2 separate regions of the Mus musculus genome follow, and region 2 is linked to region 1. A link is a contact called in public HiChIP or PLAC-seq data. All regions are on one chromosome and are shown on one strand. Each heading gives the region's core, a stretch centred on a gene start, on an enhancer-like site or on the middle of the called end of the contact. The rest is flanking DNA. Distances are from core to core; before and after follow the strand shown. Region 1 has its middle 27 kb from the start of Gm13212. Region 2 has its middle 26 kb from the start of Zfp992.

What was found. HiChIP or PLAC-seq counts read pairs in DNA pulled down with a chosen protein or histone mark.
Region 2: an H3K4me3 HiChIP or PLAC-seq map of embryonic stem cells shows a contact between it and region 1, with 10 times the contacts expected there. The contact joins two enhancer-like sites. A contact is called at or near these places in 1 of 484 Hi-C or Micro-C datasets (LSK cells), 4 of 115 datasets of contacts at active chromatin or transcription factors (embryonic stem cells and stem cell-derived neural progenitor cells) and 2 of 9 other capture datasets (embryonic tail and embryonic trunk).

The regions. Positions count from the first base shown.
Region 1 is chr4:145,554,684-145,560,755 of GRCm38.p6, reverse strand. It overlaps the pseudogene Gm21978. Among named protein-coding and RNA genes, the nearest start is that of Gm13212, 27 kb to the left of the region's middle. Within about 2 kb of position 3,900, at least 11 of the 459 cell types and tissues checked have an H3K27ac peak or open chromatin away from gene starts, as enhancers often do. A contact at or near this core is called in embryonic stem cells, where this site is marked.
Region 2 is chr4:146,472,061-146,478,132 of GRCm38.p6, reverse strand. It overlaps the pseudogene Vmn2r-ps16 and the pseudogene Gm13241. Among named protein-coding and RNA genes, the nearest start is that of Zfp992, 26 kb to the right of the region's middle. Within about 2 kb of position 2,787, at least 13 of the 459 cell types and tissues checked have an H3K27ac peak or open chromatin away from gene starts, as enhancers often do. A contact at or near this core is called in embryonic stem cells, where this site is marked.

The DNA of each region.
Region 1 (6,072 bases), core at 2,651-5,150:
CAAAGAAAGAGAAGATGAGTGAAATGCACAGAATGTAGGTGAGAGTGTGGTTACTGGTTTTCCAAATGGAAGGTGCTGGGTGATTCACAAAAATCCCAAGAATCAGACCTCTGAAGGCAGGGAAACATAGATTTCACAGGTAATAGCCATTCTCAAATGGTCTCCATAGGCCAGAGATGTCACAGGTGTATCGACTCAGTAGTAATCTATGCTCTGTGATGGTGTACCAGGCCTCTGAACACTTCACACACTAATATACATGCCATAGAGAAAAGAAAGTATCATCACAGGGAGTGGTGGCCCATGCCTGTAATCCCAACACTTGGGAGGCAGAGGCAGGTGAATTTCTGAGTTCAAGGTCAACCTGGTCTACAGAGTGAGTTCCAGGATTGCCAAGGCTACATAGAGAAACCCTATCTCAAAAAAACAAACAACAACAAAAAAACCAAAAACAAAACAGAAAAAAAGAAGGAGGAGGAGGAAGAGCAGCAGCAGCAGCAGGAGGAGGAGGAGGAGAAAAGTATCATCATTGTAGCTTCCACAGTCACAGGACCCTTTCAGACACAGGTGGGAGATGCTTTTCAACATCCACATCCTTTGCAGCTGAGGGTGTAACTGAAGTCACTGTGGTACAGCAACAATTCTAATTCAAAATGTCCATCCTCTTCACTGATTAAAAACTAAAGACGTATATGTATAAATTTTATTTACCTATGTGTAAATGTTGCTATGTTATTAATGTTGCTAGAAAAACACATTTCTTTGAATATTTTGGATAATTGAATGGGGTATGCCTTCCAGTCAATCACAGTTCTACTGACTCTGGAAGACGAATAGCTCATTGCTGTCAAAGTAGAACACCTGAAGATCTATGGCCTGTTTGAAAAGATTTGCCAAAACTGTCTGGTCAATATACCAAGCCAGCTCACGAGAACCTGGGGCAGAAAGTGGACATTTTTGTGTCAGGACATCTGGACATACAGAAGTGTAATCTTGCAATAAACAAAAATTAGTTGTGAAATGGGGTGAGGCAGAGCATGGTTCAGATAGACAGGTTGAAAGCAGGAAGAGGGAGGATTAATTGTTGGGTGGTGGACCACAAACTAATTCAGAGCACCCATAGAAAAGAATCCATAAGATCCTGGCAGCCCAGGAAAAATAATCTATGTCAGCTTCCTGTGCAGAACATGAAAGCCAGGATCCTCCAGCACCATCACAAGACACTTGCTAAGAAGGTGTGTGACTGCTTTTGAAAGCTCAGTTTAATGAAGAATGGATTCCTGTTTCCTATCGATATAATTTCAGTGGAGCACAGGCCGTATGCTAGCCAGTCAGGACAGGAAGGATCAATGGGAACAGGTGTTTGAGATCTGGTCTTGATACTGTTGCTAGTATTAGAGACTGTGATGTACAGTAGCTAACATCAGTAGTGATAAGGTTGTTGTGACATTTGTGTGGTTACGGAGTTTAACAATTTCCTTTCCCCTTTCATAGGTACCATTGGATACCTGGAGGGAGTGAAGAATCTGAGACACGGGGAAAGCCCTGCAGCTGTTGTTCTAGCATTCCCACAGCAACTGAGGCAACTTACTCTAGATGTGGAACTCAGTTCTGACTTCTCTGTTTTTAGAGAGACAGCTGATAATTTATATCAGCTGTTCATTACTTTGATGAAAGATAGATAGATAAATAGATAGATAGATAGATAGATAGATAGATAGATATTCATCCATATTAAAATGTTCAGACAAATAGATGTACCTAGAAAAAAATTATCTATGAAGGTAAGCCAGACACAGGTGGAGAAATATGGAATATATTCACTTATGTGTGGATATTAGCCAATGCTAAAATAATGAACTGGATAAGCCCATTGTATTTAGAGATATTAAGTATAGAAGAGTTGACTTCAGAGCACACAGTGGCACACAGTGGCACACAGATTCCCTGGTGCAGGTAAATAAAATAGATTTCATGGATCGACTGGAGGCAGATGGAGATGTGAATGGGAAAATGAGGTAGAAAGTAGGAGGGAAGTTAAGGTTGAAGAAGAAAATGCTGAGAGACAGTTGGAAATTAGAGGGGTATTTGAGTGATGATATGGAAGCCTATAGTGGTATATACTTCCTAAATGCTATAAAGACAATCAATATTCAGTGACCTACTAATGGGGGTGAAGCAGTCCCAACTGACATGGTATTTGCTTCAAATGAGCTTTCTAGTACACTACCTGAGTTTTATTCAATTGAGTTGTTGGCTAAGTGGGTCCCTTAGATCCCTAAGCAACCTAGGCAGTTGCTAAGATAACTCTTTGCTCTGTTAAAATTGAGAGCAGTTCTCTATTACCAAGCATATCATTCAGAGAACTCACTGGACACAGAGAAGGTGAACCTTCCTGCCTATATAATATTTTCTTTGGTATGTGAAGTTGCTAAACAGGCTAACAAAAGAGAAATGTGAAAAGCAACCTAGCCTCAAAACCTTTGGCTAAAATCTTGTCTACCTGCCAGATATGCTAGGGGAATGATGGCACAAACCATGTAAGAAAAGCTAACCAATGTCTCTTTTGACGTAAATCCTACTCTGTAAGCTGAAACTCATAACCAATTCTGCATGAGTAGCTAGGAACCACACAGTAGATAAAATAAACACCCAGGGGAAAAACAAACACTACCACTCAAGGAAAAATATCAACGATGTGATCCCCAATGATATTCTGTTATACTCAAGACCAGTGTCTTATTCTGTCACCATCCAAGAAGCTTCCTCCTGCATCAGACAGGAAGAGATGCAGAAACCTACCCACAGATGTTAAGTAAAGACAAGAGTCCTTGTCACAGACCTTTAAATCAAACCTACCCCAAAATAGGTCAGGCAACTGCATGTGAGAAAGAATGAAATAGCCAGATGTGTTAGAGGACCCAAGGAGAAAAGGCTATCTGAATCAAATGAACCAGGTTCATGTGAATTTACAGAGAAAAAAGCAATAAACACAGGGCCTGTATAGGTTTGTGCCTGGTCCTCTGGCATATATTATAACCTCTAAGCACCACCAGCCCAAGAAACAGGTAACTTCTTGGAATGCTGCAGGTTGCAAGTCTTAGGAAAATGATAAATCCTCATAGCCTATACAACCCCCTGTAGCATGTGACCCAAGTCCATCTCTTAGTCAGGATGTAATATCTAATAAAGCTTACCCACATGGTGGAATTCATTTTTCTCTGGCGATTCTCTGGTTTAACAGAACCAACAATATATCTTCTCTTCAGCCATACTTTGCAGCAATCTTGTCTTTGTTTTTCATTCAAACCTAAGGTGTAACATTAATACTTAATCCTATGAAGACACATTTTGAATGCTGTATTTACATCAAAACCTGCATATACCTCAGTGTAAAATTAATGGAGATTGTAACTTTACTCAGTAAATGTTAATATTTACAGCCATTTGATGGTGCTTTATAACCTACATTTTCTAATTCGGTGAAATCTGCAATGGTCCCTCATATAACTAATATCTACAAAGCTCTTTTGGAATGTCTATTCAGTCCCCTGTTAAAAGGGAAATGAAGTAGCAAACAGAGAAACAGGGGAGTTAAGAAACATGGGAGAATTTGAGTTCAAGGAGCTTTATTGAGGCTTTATCAAAGAGAACTCCTGTGTACAAACTACAGAGGCTGCCAAGGATCGAAGAGGTTATTTAGAAAAATATTCTGGCAAGTATACAATTAATTCAAGCATCACCAAAACCCCCAGGTTCATAGAATCTCAAACTTCCTAAAAATGGTAAGATACCCACAACAGAATTGTGAGTGTGGCAGGAGAAACTGCACCCCTGCTCCACACCCCTGCTCTGCTCCTGCCCATTTCCCATCCCAACAGCTCCACTGACCTTGAAGGTGAAAGCTGCTGAATGTTCTGGGAGTAAGGCACAGCAGCTGCAGCTTAAGGAGGTACCTCAAATACTCTCCCAATACAACTTCCTGAACACTAGGCATCTGAGATACATTGTCTTTTAAATATGAAGGACAAGCCCCCTTTTAAAACCTGTGGAACAGATATTTTACAATTTTCAGAACCCCAACTTTCAGAATTACAAGTCTTACTTCAGATTAGAAATTATCTTTTCTCTACTGGACATGTGCAAGGTCATTCTGTGCTTCCTGATCAGATATATGAAGGTAAGGATTAGTTTAATTTCTTTTTTTTGGGGGGGGGGGTTTCAAGACAGGGTTTCTCTGTATAGCCCTGGCTGTCCTGGAACTCACTCTGTAGACGAGGCTGGCCTCAAACTCAGAAATCCACCTGCCTCTGCCTCCCTAGTGCTGGGATTAAAGGCGTGCGCCACCATGCCTGGCTTAGTTTAATTTCTTAACAAAAGCTTGTTGCTTTTCCTATGAAGATAACATAGCAAGATCTTACATTACAAATCACCACTGCACTCAGAAAACTGCTCCTGCATTCCTGCAAATCTGTTAGCTCAGCTTGGGTATTTAACCCCTGATGAGCCTATATCCCTGGGATTTAAAACAGACAAATGTTACACATGTCCTGTCTTTGGGAAAGTTTGCTTTTATTCCTGTATGTATATATGCTGAATTCTCATTGTTATTTATACCTTTGCCTAACCTGGGGAAACCTTCAAAGATATGATACAGTATTTGTTTTATTAGTTTATAATGCCAAGGCCTCAAAATCAGAAAATACTTAAAAGGCATATTAAACTTAAAAGGCGTATTAAAATTGGTGTTTGACTCTTAGTTTCTCATATTCCACTGACATCTCCTATAATTCACAGGGACAGGCTATTGTAGAATGAGCTCATCAAACCTTAAAAGATATAGACATCTAAATTACAAAGTAGGGCTGGTGAGATGGCTCAGTGGGTAAGAGCACCCGACTGCTCTTCCGAAGGTCTGGAGTTCAAATCCCAGCAACCACATAGTGGCTCACAACCATCTGTAACAAGATCTGATGCCCTCTTCTGGAGTGTCTGAAGACAGCTACAGTGTACTTACATATAATAAATAAATAAATCTTTTTAAAAAAGTAAAATTATAATTATTGATCTCCTTATAATACTTTATATAACAATAAATAAGTCAATTTTTTAAACTTTTCTAGCCCCTAATAAAATAAAGACCTATTAACAGGATAATAAAAATGACTGATGTTTTTCTGGGAGAAGATCTGTTTATATATTTACAGGACTCTGCAGAGAATTTGTATGTACATGAAGAACAACTTGTCCTCAAGGAGATTAAAATCACAACTTAATATTCAGTGAAAACCTATACATCAAAATTAGGATAAAGTAAAGTTTAAAGTATGAAATAAAAATATAAGCAGAAAAAAAATCTCACATGCTCTCTCAATTTATATCCACCCATCAAGGATGCACTCGCCTTGCAGAGTCACAGCTGGATAACAGAGTGTTAGGGCTCCATCCTCTCAGATGAGGTCATGCTTCCATCCCACCTCAGTGTCCTCTATGACCATTGGGCTAAATGTCCCTTTTTTGTGTGTACACAGCAGTCTCCTCTGTGGTGGCTAGCTGGTAGCCTGAGGCTCCTGGCCTACTTGCTCATGCAATGGCTGTTGGCTGACACCACAGATCTCCTGCCCAGGTATCTGCTGTGTGAATGATAGGGTTGCTCTTATTCTCTGTCTCAGAAAGCACCTCTGAATAATAACTTAGTAAAATCATTCTCTTTTTCTGCTTCCCTATCTCTGACTCATTTGCCCTTTGTAAGTCATCCACCTCTTTTGGGTTAAAAGGAGGATGGAGAAACATAGGGAGGAAGAGGTAGGAGAGGAGAAGGAAGTAAAGGAGGAAGAGGAGGGGAGGAGGAGGAGGAGGTTGTAGGCAAGGAGCAGGGACCCTGAGTACCACCTTCTCATATTACAGAGAGTGAGTTAGAGTAGCTGTCACCAGCATTTCCAGTCTGGGGACACTAAGGTGAAGAGCAAGCAGGTCAGATTTGCAAATGGAACCTGACCTCTTGCTCTGTAACCAAAGTGACTGTAGGAGGTCACCAAGGTGTGGGAGGTAAAGGTGTGGGTGGTAAAGACA
Region 2 (6,072 bases), core at 1,538-4,037, 920 kb before region 1:
AAGAAAGAAATGGTGCAATGGACAGCCTCATCCACCCAGACAGTGTTATTAAAACTTGATTCATGTGCATTTTGATAATTTCACAATGTTAAAAAATAACACGACTTGGAATTTACATCTCCTGCAGATCTTCAGCGTTCCAGTACAGTATGGCATTAAACAAACCTTATCTTGTTTCTGTTCACATCTTAAACCATAACCCCAAACAGAAAGTGTGTTTGTGTGTCACGCTGGGGTAAAGCATATTTTAATAGAAGTTTGTGGCTCAAGCAAGGTGTGAGATTATTTGTTAAGGTTTCTGGTGCCCAAATGAAGTTTTCAGTTTAACTAAGAATCTCAAGTCTCTAATCACCCCACCTCCTCCTAGCTGGTTCAGGTCATGCCAGCATTATTGCCCAGAAGTGGCATACAGTCTGGTAGGAGACACTGGCCTCCACCTCCTGCTTCCCACACTGCTGCCCTAAATCCACTAAACATGCTTCAAGCTGGGAAAACATCCATTTCTTGTTACACTCCTGTCAGTAGTGAGCAAGTCTGAACTGTGTTTGACAAAGGGATTCGTTTACAGAGAGAAACCCGGGCACTACTATCATATCACATAGTCATATGCCAACATAGAGTATGTGTACTGAACCATCTGTAGTGACAAAGTAGGTAACTGACAGGCTATTTCATTAAGTAGAAAGAAATTTAGCAGTAACCTCTTCTGAGAGCCAAGTACTACTAGATAGTTAAATTGAAATTATTAACAACAGAAATGCTACATTACTGGCTATTCCCCTGCGTCTCCAAGTTATTACCAAACATATTCCAAAGGTGAATGTCAAGAGCTGGCTAAACAATGAATGGATCTACAGAATAGCCTATAACCTTCACATTTGGGGCACACACAAGGATTTATCAGACACCATGCCAGATTCTTGCGCAACTTGGGTGTTTTGCTCCTGTTGCTTTGAACTGTTAAAAGCTAGGTTAGAGAAACCCTCTCCTCCTGAGCAGACCCCATACTCTGTCCACAGCAGTGATGAGACACCACACCTCGTCCACAGCAATTCAATTAGACCTGATTAGGAGGCTTGAGCAGCACCTGGAGTGCAGCAGATCCATTGTCCTTTATATGTATCAAAGGCTATCTGGTTTCACCTAAGGATTGGCAAATCCTTAGGGCACTTTACAATTCCAATGCTTCTTTCAGACTATTTCTCCACACAATATGCCCTTAAAGAACTTACTCCAAGTCAAAGCAAGGCCTTAATGTGGAATCGAACAACACTATCTGAATGAAAAATTATTCAAAGAAATAAGTCTACCCCCCACCCACTCCCCATTTGGTGGACCCAAGTTTGGTTGAATTAAATCCACAGTTATCTCATACAACTAAAAACTTAAATTATAAATCATAAGCCCCACACAGATGATCCAAACACATCATTTCTGACAGTGGCTTGTTCCAGGGAGTCTAACATAGGCAAAGCCTACAGAGTTTGCCTTAGGATGAGGCACAGAACAGGTTAATTAAGGTCACTTACCTCTTCATCATTTACAGCAGATCAGAACCCAGATGTCTGACTTCTGAAGGCTTTCTGACAGGAATCCAGTAGAGTTGATTTCAAGGTTCACACAGGCACTAGTAGCTGTAACCTTATGTTGAAGATGTGATCCAAATGAAATCTATAACTAAGGGCAGCAAATCTGAGGTAGTCAACCTTGCGAAGGCTCAGTATCTGAACGTAAAGATGTTTGAATGGCCACTTGCTGCAGGTTTGGTTTTATACACAGAGCAAATATGGAAACACTGTTGAATCTAATTCACAAATACTTAAGACAATGAAACACCCCTAAATCCAACACACATCAAGATCAGTTGTGACTCTTGAACTTCCATAATGCAACAGGGACAGTCACTGGACTTTGAGGTCTTCAGTCAGTCACTGTAGATCCATAAATCAAAACGATGAATGGCTGTTCTTGGTGGTTAGCTGTGGTCTAATTACCTTCGTAGGCTTAGCAAAGACCATTCCTTACCTATACTGTGTGTGGCTGTACTTCTGATTCTCAAGCACAGCATACTGGTTGTCTAGCTGAAGTTTAAGGGCCTGGTTTTTTGAAACCTCCTCCCTATCTCTATTTTTGTGTCTTACTACTTCAAAGCTCTTCTCCATTTCTTTATCCTTCCGGCTCTCTACATGCTTGTCAGTGGACTGCAGGGATGGGAACTGTGTGTCACTGTATATTTCCGGTGGTCCTTGTGGTGTTTTCCTTGTTGTGGTTAGCCTTGCCTCAGGAGGCCTAAATACACCACTGGGCATTGCTGGCCCCGGGGTTTCTGTAACTGTTACTGGAGCAGGAGGCGCTTGTACCAGAACGGTTTTATTCCAGGGACCTGGAGATTTTTCTGCTCCACTGCCACCTCTACCTTCTTCCCAATTATCTCCTGGATCTTCTCTCTTCTCATTATCATCATCTTGCTTTTCACTTATTTGCATTGCCTGAACTCTTAATCCACTGTAATCAACCTCTATGTGCTCAAATTCTTTCCACTCATTTTCATCCTTCGTTATGGCCTTGTCGGCCGGGCCCGCGCTCCCGCTGTCTCTGGACCTAGCACCAGAGCCCGAGCTCCCTAAGTCGCCCGACCTGGCACCTGAGACCGAGCTCCGGCCATCGCCCGGCCTGGAGCCCGCCGCCGCGCTGCTCCCGTCAGTGCCGCTCGCAACGTTGGCCGCCCGACTGCTCCGTTCCTTCTTTTTCTTGTCCCTCTTGGCGAAGAAGTTGTCCAGGCTCCGCTCCTCGGTCTCGGCCTTGACCGTGGTCCGGATGGGTGGGGGCGGCGCTCGCGGCTCCGAGTTCTGGGTCAAGGCCGCTGTGCGCTCAGGCTGCGGGGTGTGGCGTCGCCTCAGCCCCGCGGGGTCGTCGAGGCGCAGGCGGCAGGACCGCCGGCTCCCCCCGTGCTCTGGTGTGACGTCGCCTCAGCCCCACGGGGTCGCCGAGGCGCGGGAGGCAGGGCGGCCGGCTCCCCCGTGCTCTGGTGTGACGTCGACTCAGCCCCACGGGGTCGCCGAGGCGCGGTTGGCAGGGCGGCTCCCCCCGTGCTCTGGTGGTATGCTCCTCCCCGGGAACCGCGAGCGTGGAGCAGGGTCGCGCCCGCACCGCTGCCTGAGGGACTAGGAAGACGTTCCCTGGCGAAAGCTCAGCTAAGGATGGCGCCAGAAGGAGGAAGATGCTCGGGCCTGAGGAGGGGCGAGAGGACTGGGAGGGAAGGAAGGAGGGCGGGAAACCAGCTGAGAGAGGCAGCACCGCGCCTGTGCGCTCAGTTCCGTCCTCCGCTGTGGGCGTGCCGAGGGGGGCGGGCGGCGGGATGAGAAGGGGGCGGGTCTTCCGGGAGAGCCAATCAGATGTTATTTCATTTCTTTTTCATTTACCTTGCATTAAATACACAGTGCTTTCAAATTCATGGCTACTGTTTGATTTAGTTGTTGTTACCATTTGACATTGACTGAAGTTACTCTGCAGGACTTATCAACTTAGGTAGAGATTGCAGCAGTGGGCAACGAGTGTGTAACAAATTATGTACACAAAATACCCTGTTCTTTGTAAGAGGAACAGTAAGTTCTCTTGGAGACAAATAAATTCTCCTAAAATAAATATTTCCCATACTAGGGCTCTGTCTGTCCCTGGGGTGGCAGTGCAGAGCTAGTAATGCCCCAGCTGTCTGAGTCATTTGATCTCTTGAATCCCCCAAATAGAGGATCTACTGCTGTCCTGTGGCCAAGCTTCATGGTACAAGTTAATGAGGGACTCTGACCAGGCCTACCATCCTAGGGATGGTACTATTAATGTGGAAACATGGAATAAAATTGGTGAGCGAATTAGAAGCTTTTAGGCTGCTCATGGTCCTGAAAAGGTGCCCATTGAAGCTTTTACTTTGTGGTCCTTAGTAAAGGAATGCCTGAGAGTAGATACAGGAGATGAGAAATGGGCATGGGGGACTCCATCGACAGTAAACCCGAGAAAGGTAGGAAGAGTGGCTAGAATATGGGACACACATTAAGTAGACATGAATTGTTTTTAACAGGATCTCAAGGAATCCCTCAAGACACGAGGAACATGGGTTAAGAAAATTTGTTCACAGCCAAGAGCTGCTCTAGGTGGGAGGAATAGGGTTTAAAATAAAATAAAATAAATAAAGAGTAAAACACAAAACTACAAAAACATAATAACAGGTGTTAGAAAAATTCTTACATTTACGTTGTTCTTAATTCCCAGAAGTAGGAATGATATGTGTGTGTGTGTGTGTATTCATATATATATGAAAGAATTTGACAAGTTTGAGGAGTAATTAGGAGAGTTAGAAAAGCAGGGCACTGGGCAGCAACTATCAGAAGCTACCACTGTGACTCCTCACCCTTTGCTGGCAGAATTCCCAGAAGAAGGAGATAAAGAATTAGACTTTGAACATGAGAGAGAAAAAGATAGAGAGACTAGGTTTCAGAAAAGCAGTTATCCCCTGTTCGGGACCTTTTAGCAAAAGAGAAGAAAAATGGAAATAAGCTATTTTAGAGCTCTCCTAGGGACAGGAGGAAATCGGGAGACGCCTTGCTTCCTCTCTGTCTCCTATGGAGATATTCTTAGTTCTGGTTAGGATATCTGGGTCCCTTTGAGACATCAAGTTCTAATCCCTGTCTATTGTCTGTTCTTGGTGCACCAAATTGTCCATATGTCTGTCAATTTATGTTTGTTTTTGTTTTGTTGTTTGAATGAGTGTTGTTCTGTGTTTCATGTTGAAAAATATAAATGTTTAAAACTTTATCTGCTGGATGTCCATCCTTTGATTTAGTTTAACTTGTTTCAAAGGCAGTCTCAATTTGCATAGCAAAAACTGATAAGTTACACTGCACTGCAGTTGGGAGTCAAGTAGAGGTGGAAAAGCCCTGCTAGAGGCTGATTATCTACACAAGCAATTCTTAAAGGGGTCAACAGATTTTTGCTTATAACAGAAAGTTAGCTTAAAATTGGTAACTCAAGGTTGGAGTCATTCTAAACAACACATGGCATGAGCCAACCCAGGAAAACAGGTTTTTAAAGATACTTCTAAATTGGGATAATATTTTGTTTAATTATTATTCTAGAAAGTAGATTTATAAAGGATAGAAATTAAAGCAATGTCTCTTCAATGACGTATGAAAAGCTGCACTGTCATGCATTCATATATAAGAACAGGTAGACAAACTTCATAATGTGAAGGTGATGATTTTTGGTATTGATTTTAAAGAGAATAGATTGTTTAAAATTGAGTTTTGCTTTCCAAAAGTTAAGGATATATTCTAATATTGCAAAAGAAACTTAAAAATTATGATTAAAATTGACAGTGTTTCACTGAGTGCAGTTTGATCGCAAGCTCATGATTTTTAACTCACCTATATATTGTAATTAGGATGATTATAAGCGTCTACCTTATGAGAACACTAATGCAGCTCCCTGTAGACATCAGGCCATACAAAGCAAAGACAGACTTATCTGGATATATTCATCTTTGTGTAGAAATTGGACCCTCATACAATCAGTTTGGCTATCGTTGCTGCTTGCAGGGGCTACAGTACAGGCAATGCTTCCAGCACTAAAGTTAAGTATAAATCATCTTATGAAAGACTGTCCAAAAATTAGAAGCATAGACATACAGTCAAATTTTTCCCCTGGAATCTGTCCTCACTGCAGAAGGGATAATCTTTGGGCCAGGACTCTGGCAGTATGCTCAGATTATATTTGAGGTAATGCAAAGCTCAGAGCAGCCTCATGGAGGCAGGTGTGGCATTTCTTTGGTTTTGCAAACCCTGCCCAGTGAAGTTTTGGGATTTCACCTCTACTTGCCTCCTGAGAATTATTTTTTTTTTAAAGATTTATTTATTTATTACATGTAAGTACACTGTAGCTGTCCTCAGATACTCCAGAAGAGGGCATTAGATTTCGTTATGGATGGTTGTGAGCCACCATGGGATGCTGGGATTTGAACTTGGGACCTTTGGAAGAGCAGTCGGCGCTCTTAACCACTGAGCCATCTTGCCAGCCCGAGAA